Regions from separate parts of the Danio rerio genome. Here region 2 is linked to region 1. Evidence: chromatin contacts called from public Hi-C data. All regions are on one chromosome and are shown on one strand. Each heading gives the region's core, a stretch centred on a gene start, on an enhancer-like site or on the middle of the called end of the contact. The rest is flanking DNA. Distances are from core to core; before and after follow the strand shown.

Evidence for each region. A called contact is a pair of places that touch in the nucleus more often than the background predicts.
Region 2: a Hi-C map of an unstated tissue shows a contact between it and region 1, with 2.6 times the contacts expected there. The contact joins the enhancer-like site here to the promoter of trim62.1 in region 1. A contact is called at or near these places in 3 of 18 Hi-C or Micro-C datasets (caudal fin, hematopoietic stem cells and an unstated tissue) and 1 of 4 datasets of contacts at active chromatin or transcription factors (caudal fin).

Annotation. Positions count from the first base shown.
Region 1 is chr11:43,067,905-43,071,100 of GRCz12tu, reverse strand. It overlaps trim62.1 (tripartite motif containing 62, tandem duplicate 1), which reads left to right and starts at 1,588. Exons shown (of 6, transcript NM_001080674.1): 1 at 1,588-1,738.
Region 2 is chr11:43,119,359-43,122,554 of GRCz12tu, reverse strand. All of the region lies in intron 16 of miip (migration and invasion inhibitory protein), which reads left to right. The region is part of intron 1 of LOC141376672 (a long non-coding RNA gene); the gene reads right to left. Among named protein-coding and RNA genes, the nearest start is that of tnfrsf1b, 13 kb to the right of the region's middle. Within about 2 kb of position 1,459, at least 6 of the 62 cell types and tissues checked have an H3K27ac peak or open chromatin away from gene starts, as enhancers often do. A contact at or near this core is called in caudal fin, where this site is marked.

The DNA of each region.
Region 1 (3,196 bases), core at 339-2,838:
CAGCATATGTTTTTACACAGCGGATGACCTTCCATCTGCAACCCATTACTGGGAAACACCCATACACTCATTCACACACATACATGGACAATTTAGCTTACCCATTCACCTATAATGCATGTGTTTGGAAACTGGAGCACCCAGAGACAACCCACTCAATCATGGGGAGAATATGCAAACTCCTCACAGAAATGCCAACTGACCCAGCCGGGACTTAAACCAGCAATCTTCTTGCTGTGAGGCGACAGTGACTGCGCCAACAAACCGCTTTCAAAATAAAACTGTATTTTAATATTTATTATATGATGTAATATAAAATAATATTAAATACATAAATAAATGTAAAATAGTTTAGAATTAATAATTAACAATTTATAAATTAATAAATCAATTATTAATTTATTAATAATTTATTATTATTGCTGTTGCTTTCATTGTTATTGCAATTAATTGCAATATTAATTTTTATTTTTTTTTATTTTTATTCAACTTTTAATTTCTTTCCATTTATTTATTTTGGCAACCCCAGATTAATAAAGGGACCTAAGCCGAAAAGAAAATGAATGAATTATTATTTATTTTCAAAACTGTTTATTTTTTTTGCCCCAAACCTGGATTCGTTTTTATATATTGCAATATGAAAATCATTTATAAAATATGTATTTTTGGTCAAAATGGCTTGAGAAAAGTGCTAAGTTTTAAAAATTGTTCTAATCAGGTAAAGAAAAAAATAGTTGTGGGTTTGATCCTTGTGCAGCAAAAGTGAGAGCTGATAAAATGTGTACCTTCAATGCAATGTATGTAGCTTTGGATAAAGGCATCTGCAAAATGCGTGAATGTAAAATGTAAATGTTATATATCATAATATAAATGCATTCGTCCACAATAATAATGTTGTTGTTATTATTATTATTATTATTATTATTATTATTATTATTATTATTATTATTACTACTACTACACAAAACAGATATTATTATTATTATAACAGTTTTTATGATACAAAATAACAAAAATATAATAATAAAAGGCTTATAATACAAGCAAATTAGAATAATAAAACATTAATAATAGATAAAGGTGCGCAGAAATATATTAGAATGTTATATATTCTTATGGGATGTAGGACAAGCAAAAAAATAGCTTAAATTATAATGAAGTATGGTTTGACTTTGTGGTTTAAAACTGGTCCTTAATTTAAAAAGAACTTACCAGTATGCTGAACTCGTATAAAACCAATTTTGTCTTTACATTCGACCTACAAACACGCCAGCAGAGTGCGAGCAATCACTGATATTATCATATGCTCATTTCTGCCTGTGATGAGGAAGCTTGAGCTGAACCATCACAGCAACGGGAGGGATTTACCCTTCATCCGTGAAAAAATATCTTCTTAAATATGTCAAGAAATCAGCCCAGATAATCAACACATAGGGAAAATTAAATCTTTAATTAATTAAATTTATTCTACATATAATTATAATGACAGAGTTGTATCAGTCTACCCCCTGTGTGTGAATGTCCCTCCCCGTGTGCAGTTGGTTCGCTCCGTTGCTGTGCGCCTCTGGATCGAGTGTGGAGCAGTGGGATTGTGAAGAGCTGCGCGTGCGGTCGGTCGGTCGCTTCAGCTTTTGAAGGGTCTGACGTGATGAAAATGTTGAATTAAAACCACGACCCGCTCTCCTAATTATGTGACAGTCGGCTGCTTCCAGTGTACAACGCGCCAGGACCGTTTTGGGTAAGCGAATGAAGTCATAATGTCAGTTTTTTTGCACAAGATCGAATAGATGGAAAATCTGTTTACACATCCTGCTAGCTGGCTAATTATTTAGCAACCGGCTTTGATAAACAACACGATGAAGATAACGGGGAAAAGGGAGGAGGAATGGCTGAAAAGGTGTAATCTGAAACAGACAAGAGATGTTAGTAACTTTTGTTGAATTACCATGGTGTACGGAAGCTTTTCTGGTGTGTACACGGCTGATTTAAATGGACTTGGTGAGATCCAATTAAGTTTAGTGCAAGTCTATGGTGGCAACCTCAATAACCTGGTTTAGAGATTCATAGTTTTACATCTATTTCATTCGTTTCAGATCTTAAATTCTGTGCAGGTCGTGTTGAATATTAAAGGGATGTGGAGTGGCAAGTTGTATAAACTAACCTGTTTTATAATTAGTTTAATTATTTAACTATTCGGTTTATTGGTTAAATGGATGTGATATTTTCATGGAAGTCTTGAAAACCTGCACAAATAACAATAAGCAGAATAATGTTATGCAGAAAATAATAAAAGGTTATTAAAATCCAGAACTTAAGGTAATATTTGTAGAAGAAAAAAAGTGATGCAAACATCTGTTCATGTTGAATCTGTGCTTTATTCATTTATTTTTCTTTTATTCCATTTTTTTTTTTCAATCTACATACAAAAAAATCTTTAATTCTGATTTTACAGGTTTAAATGATAAACAATTATTCATGGCAATTTGTTCATTGTCCAGTAGGCATGAGCTGGTATACAGTAAGATTCTGACGGTATGATAACCTTGGATAAAAGTATCACGGTTTGACAGTTGTGCGATTACTGCTCTAAAATATATTCTTTTTAAATGTCTGGGAAAAAAAATAAAACTTTTCCCCCATTAAACACAATATATTTTAATTTGTTAAACATTTAAAATATTTTGGAGCAAAAACATGTCCGACTGAATAATGAAAATGAATCATTGACTTCTGCTGTCTTCATTTGTTTCAAAAACAAAGATTTCTTTACACCACTGATTTAAATTGACTTGGAGAGATCCAATTAAGTTTAGTGCAAGTCAGTGATGGCAACCTCAATAACCTGCTTTAAAGATAAATGGTTTTGCATGTATTTTATTCGTTTCAGATCTTAAATTCTGTGCAGGTCTTGTTAATGTTGAAGGGATGTGGTGTGGCAAACTGAATAAACTAACCTGTTTCATAATTAGTTTATGTATTTAATTGTTTAGTTTGTTCGTTAAATGGATGTGATAATATCATGGAAGTCTTGAAAACCTGCACAAATAACAATAAGTAAAATAATGTTATGGGGAAAGTAATGAAAGGTTATTAAAACCCTTAAAGTTAATATTTGAATAAAAAGTGATACAGTAATGAATTGCATCTATATTTGTTTCATCTGTGGTTTATTCATTTATTTATTTTTTGTCAATGT
Region 2 (3,196 bases), core at 210-2,709, 52 kb before region 1:
TTTGTTGTGCTGGTTGAAAGTCTCTTCACAATCCAATAGTGATGAATAAAGTAAATGTGTTTATATGTATTTTTATATTCTGGGTGACGCATAAAACTAATAAATGTTCTTCCAATTAAAATAGTATCGGGCTGATATCTCCCATAATTCTGTTAAGTAGTCCAAACTGTCAACAAAAGTAGATTTGCACAGCGGTTCACACAGACCCGCCGCATTCACGTGCACACGAGAGAGTGACAGCACTGACAATGCTGAATCAACTTTTTAAAATCCCGAATCAATATCGGAGTTAGTTTTGCACGCTGGAGGAAGGAGGACACCATGGCTGAAGTATTTCTGTTAGACAGGTAATGTTATGCTTTAAATCTATTTTAGTCCCCCAAAGCTGATGGAGAGTGTTTTCAAGTGTTGTTCAGTCATTGAAATCTTCATGCCATAGATGTGACTATTTTCAGTTCTATAAGGGACCTTTTACAGCATTGATAATGTTGATTTTATGTTCTTTTAATTTTTTTATTTTACATTTTGTTTTATTTTATTTTTACAAAAAATCTTATTGTAATTTTAATTTTTTTTACATTTTGTTTTATTTTATTACAAAAAATATTTTATTTATTTTATTTTTGTATTATTTTTATGTATTTATTTTTTTTACATTTTTTGTTTATTTTATTTTATTTTATTATTATTTTATTTGTATTTCATTTTCATTTAAATTTTTTTTTATTTGATTTTTTTTTATATTTTATTTATTTATTTTTATTTTTTATGTTATTTTATTTTTTATTTTATTTTGTTATTTTAATTTTAATTTTATTTTATAATACATTTTTTTACTTTATTTAAAACATTTTTTTATTGAATTAAAATAAAAAAAAATTCTATTTTATTTATTTATTTATTTAATTTTTTAATTCATTTCATTTTATATTTTATTTTATTCATTTTTATTTATTTATGTTTCTTTTATTTTATTTGCACTAGTATTTATTTGCACTATTTGTAGTAATTTCCGTTTATAGAAGTTTCATGGCAGAAAAATGACTCATGGTCTCATGATTAAATTACGACAAGCTACTCGTATTATCTCAAACTAACAATGCACAAGCCAGAAATATTTGGCAACAGTTTGTATAATTTTTATTGTTATCATCATTGTTCATATGTGATTAACTTCAATGGAGCAGAAAAATATTTCCTCAACATGAGTCACAGCACATCTTCGCGCCTCCTCCATTGTCTTAATTCCCATTTTCACTTCCTGTTCATTTGGGGTTTTTATTTTTTGCAACATTTGTTTTGGATTTCCTTCTCAAGTCAATTGCCAAGAGCCTGTAATAACAAAAACACCCAAACGATTAAATGCAACTTATGGTAAACTAAACAAAGAAACAGTGGAGGCATAACAGAGCATAAAGCAATGTTTTTACTGCTCTTGTTGGAGTTTGTGCAACACACACAAGTTTGGTTCCTGCTTCCTCTCTGTCTGAGACTATTTTAAAACTAACTTCTCATTTAAAGACCGCTTCAAAAGTCAGTGAGAAACAAAATGATGTCTTAAAATAGCTTAGGGTAAAGGTTAACGTGTCGTTTCATGCTTTGTGAAGAGCAAAGTCCCACAATGCATCACAGAATATACTTGCAATTAGTTGATACAGGCTTAAAAGGTGCTGTATGTAAGTTTTCTACACTTCTGAAGCATAAAAGGCTCTTAATGTGTTTGCGGATATTTAGGAATTATGCTAAGTGAACATACTTGTTTATATGAAAACGACTCTGAAGAAAAGTCAATGCTAAAGGAAAGTCATTTCACTCAGCGGCCATCTTTAAAACGCCTCTCAGGCAGTATACTCGGGCATTCTGTCTGAATGGGGAAACAGGTCCGGCTACAGATTGGAACTTTAGGGTGGGCCAAGTGACATTCCAGGTGGGCCAAAAAAATATAAATAAATAAATAAATAAAAATAAAAATAATAACATTGTTATGGTCAATTCATTTACAATTTAGTAACTACCCTTAAGAATTGTTCTTGCTATGATTTATTATTTCTATTCATTACCAAATCATCCAAAGCAGATTTCCCAAACAATAGAAAAACTGTTTATTTCCCTAAAAGTAAAACATTTAATCATTTATGTTTGGAAAAAAGCTGAATTATAAAAATTAAATATGCTTACAATAAGATTCTGGAAATAATTGCTGTTTTTAAAGAGTTTTATTCCTCACCTTTTTGAAATGTCAAATATACATGCAAAAGAATCACCCATATTGCTTTCAATGCCTACAATAATCTTTACTATAACTGTGACTAGTGTTGTCATGCAATTTTCCGGAAAGGTCTGTATGAGTGAACAGGTCCTTTTAACCGATAATTTACCCGATAACCGATATAATATAACCGATAATTTGCCGGAATGCTGCACTGTGTGAACGCAGAAGGAAGATTGCCGAAAAGAGCGTGTGCACGTCTAGAACGTGCTGACGTGAGACGTCTGCTTTAGCCAATCACAACAGTCAGATGCATTCACGTACACGCGGTTTATGGGAATAAAAGCTTTTGAATATTTTCCAAGACACATTTAGCTGCTAGATGTTAGTCAGATAACGTTTATATGTTCATCTTAATGCCAACTGTGTAAATAATCATCGATAAGATGCTTATGATAAGCCGCTGTTTGTTTACCTTCAACCTTGCATGTGCCCGTGAAACAGCCCGTGAGCGCCAGCACACACACATATCATGAACATCTCGACATGCGAAAGTGTTCTTCTGTATGTTTTCATCGAAGTTGTTCACAATACTGATTATCCAAAGAGTTTGTGATGTAGTGAAATGTTTACAAATACAAGCGCAGCCTTTTAGAGCTCTTTTCTGGTTAATGATGTCAGAATTTACCGGTATTTTGGAAAGGATGTGTGAATGCTCTTTTCCAGGAAAAATTCCGTAATGTCCTCGTCTGTGTGAACAGCGCTATTTTGAATTTACTGGTAAAGTCGTTGCGGTAATTTTCCAGATATTTACTGGTATCAGTGTGTGAAAGGGGCTAATGTTACAACTTCCCTTTCCGGAAAATAGCCAGAATGAATTTACCGATATTTTCAAAAAGGACCTGTTCACACATACACACCTTCCCGGAAAATTGCCGGTAAATTTCCCAAATGTCTGTATGTGTAAAAGGGGCTACTGATTGGCAT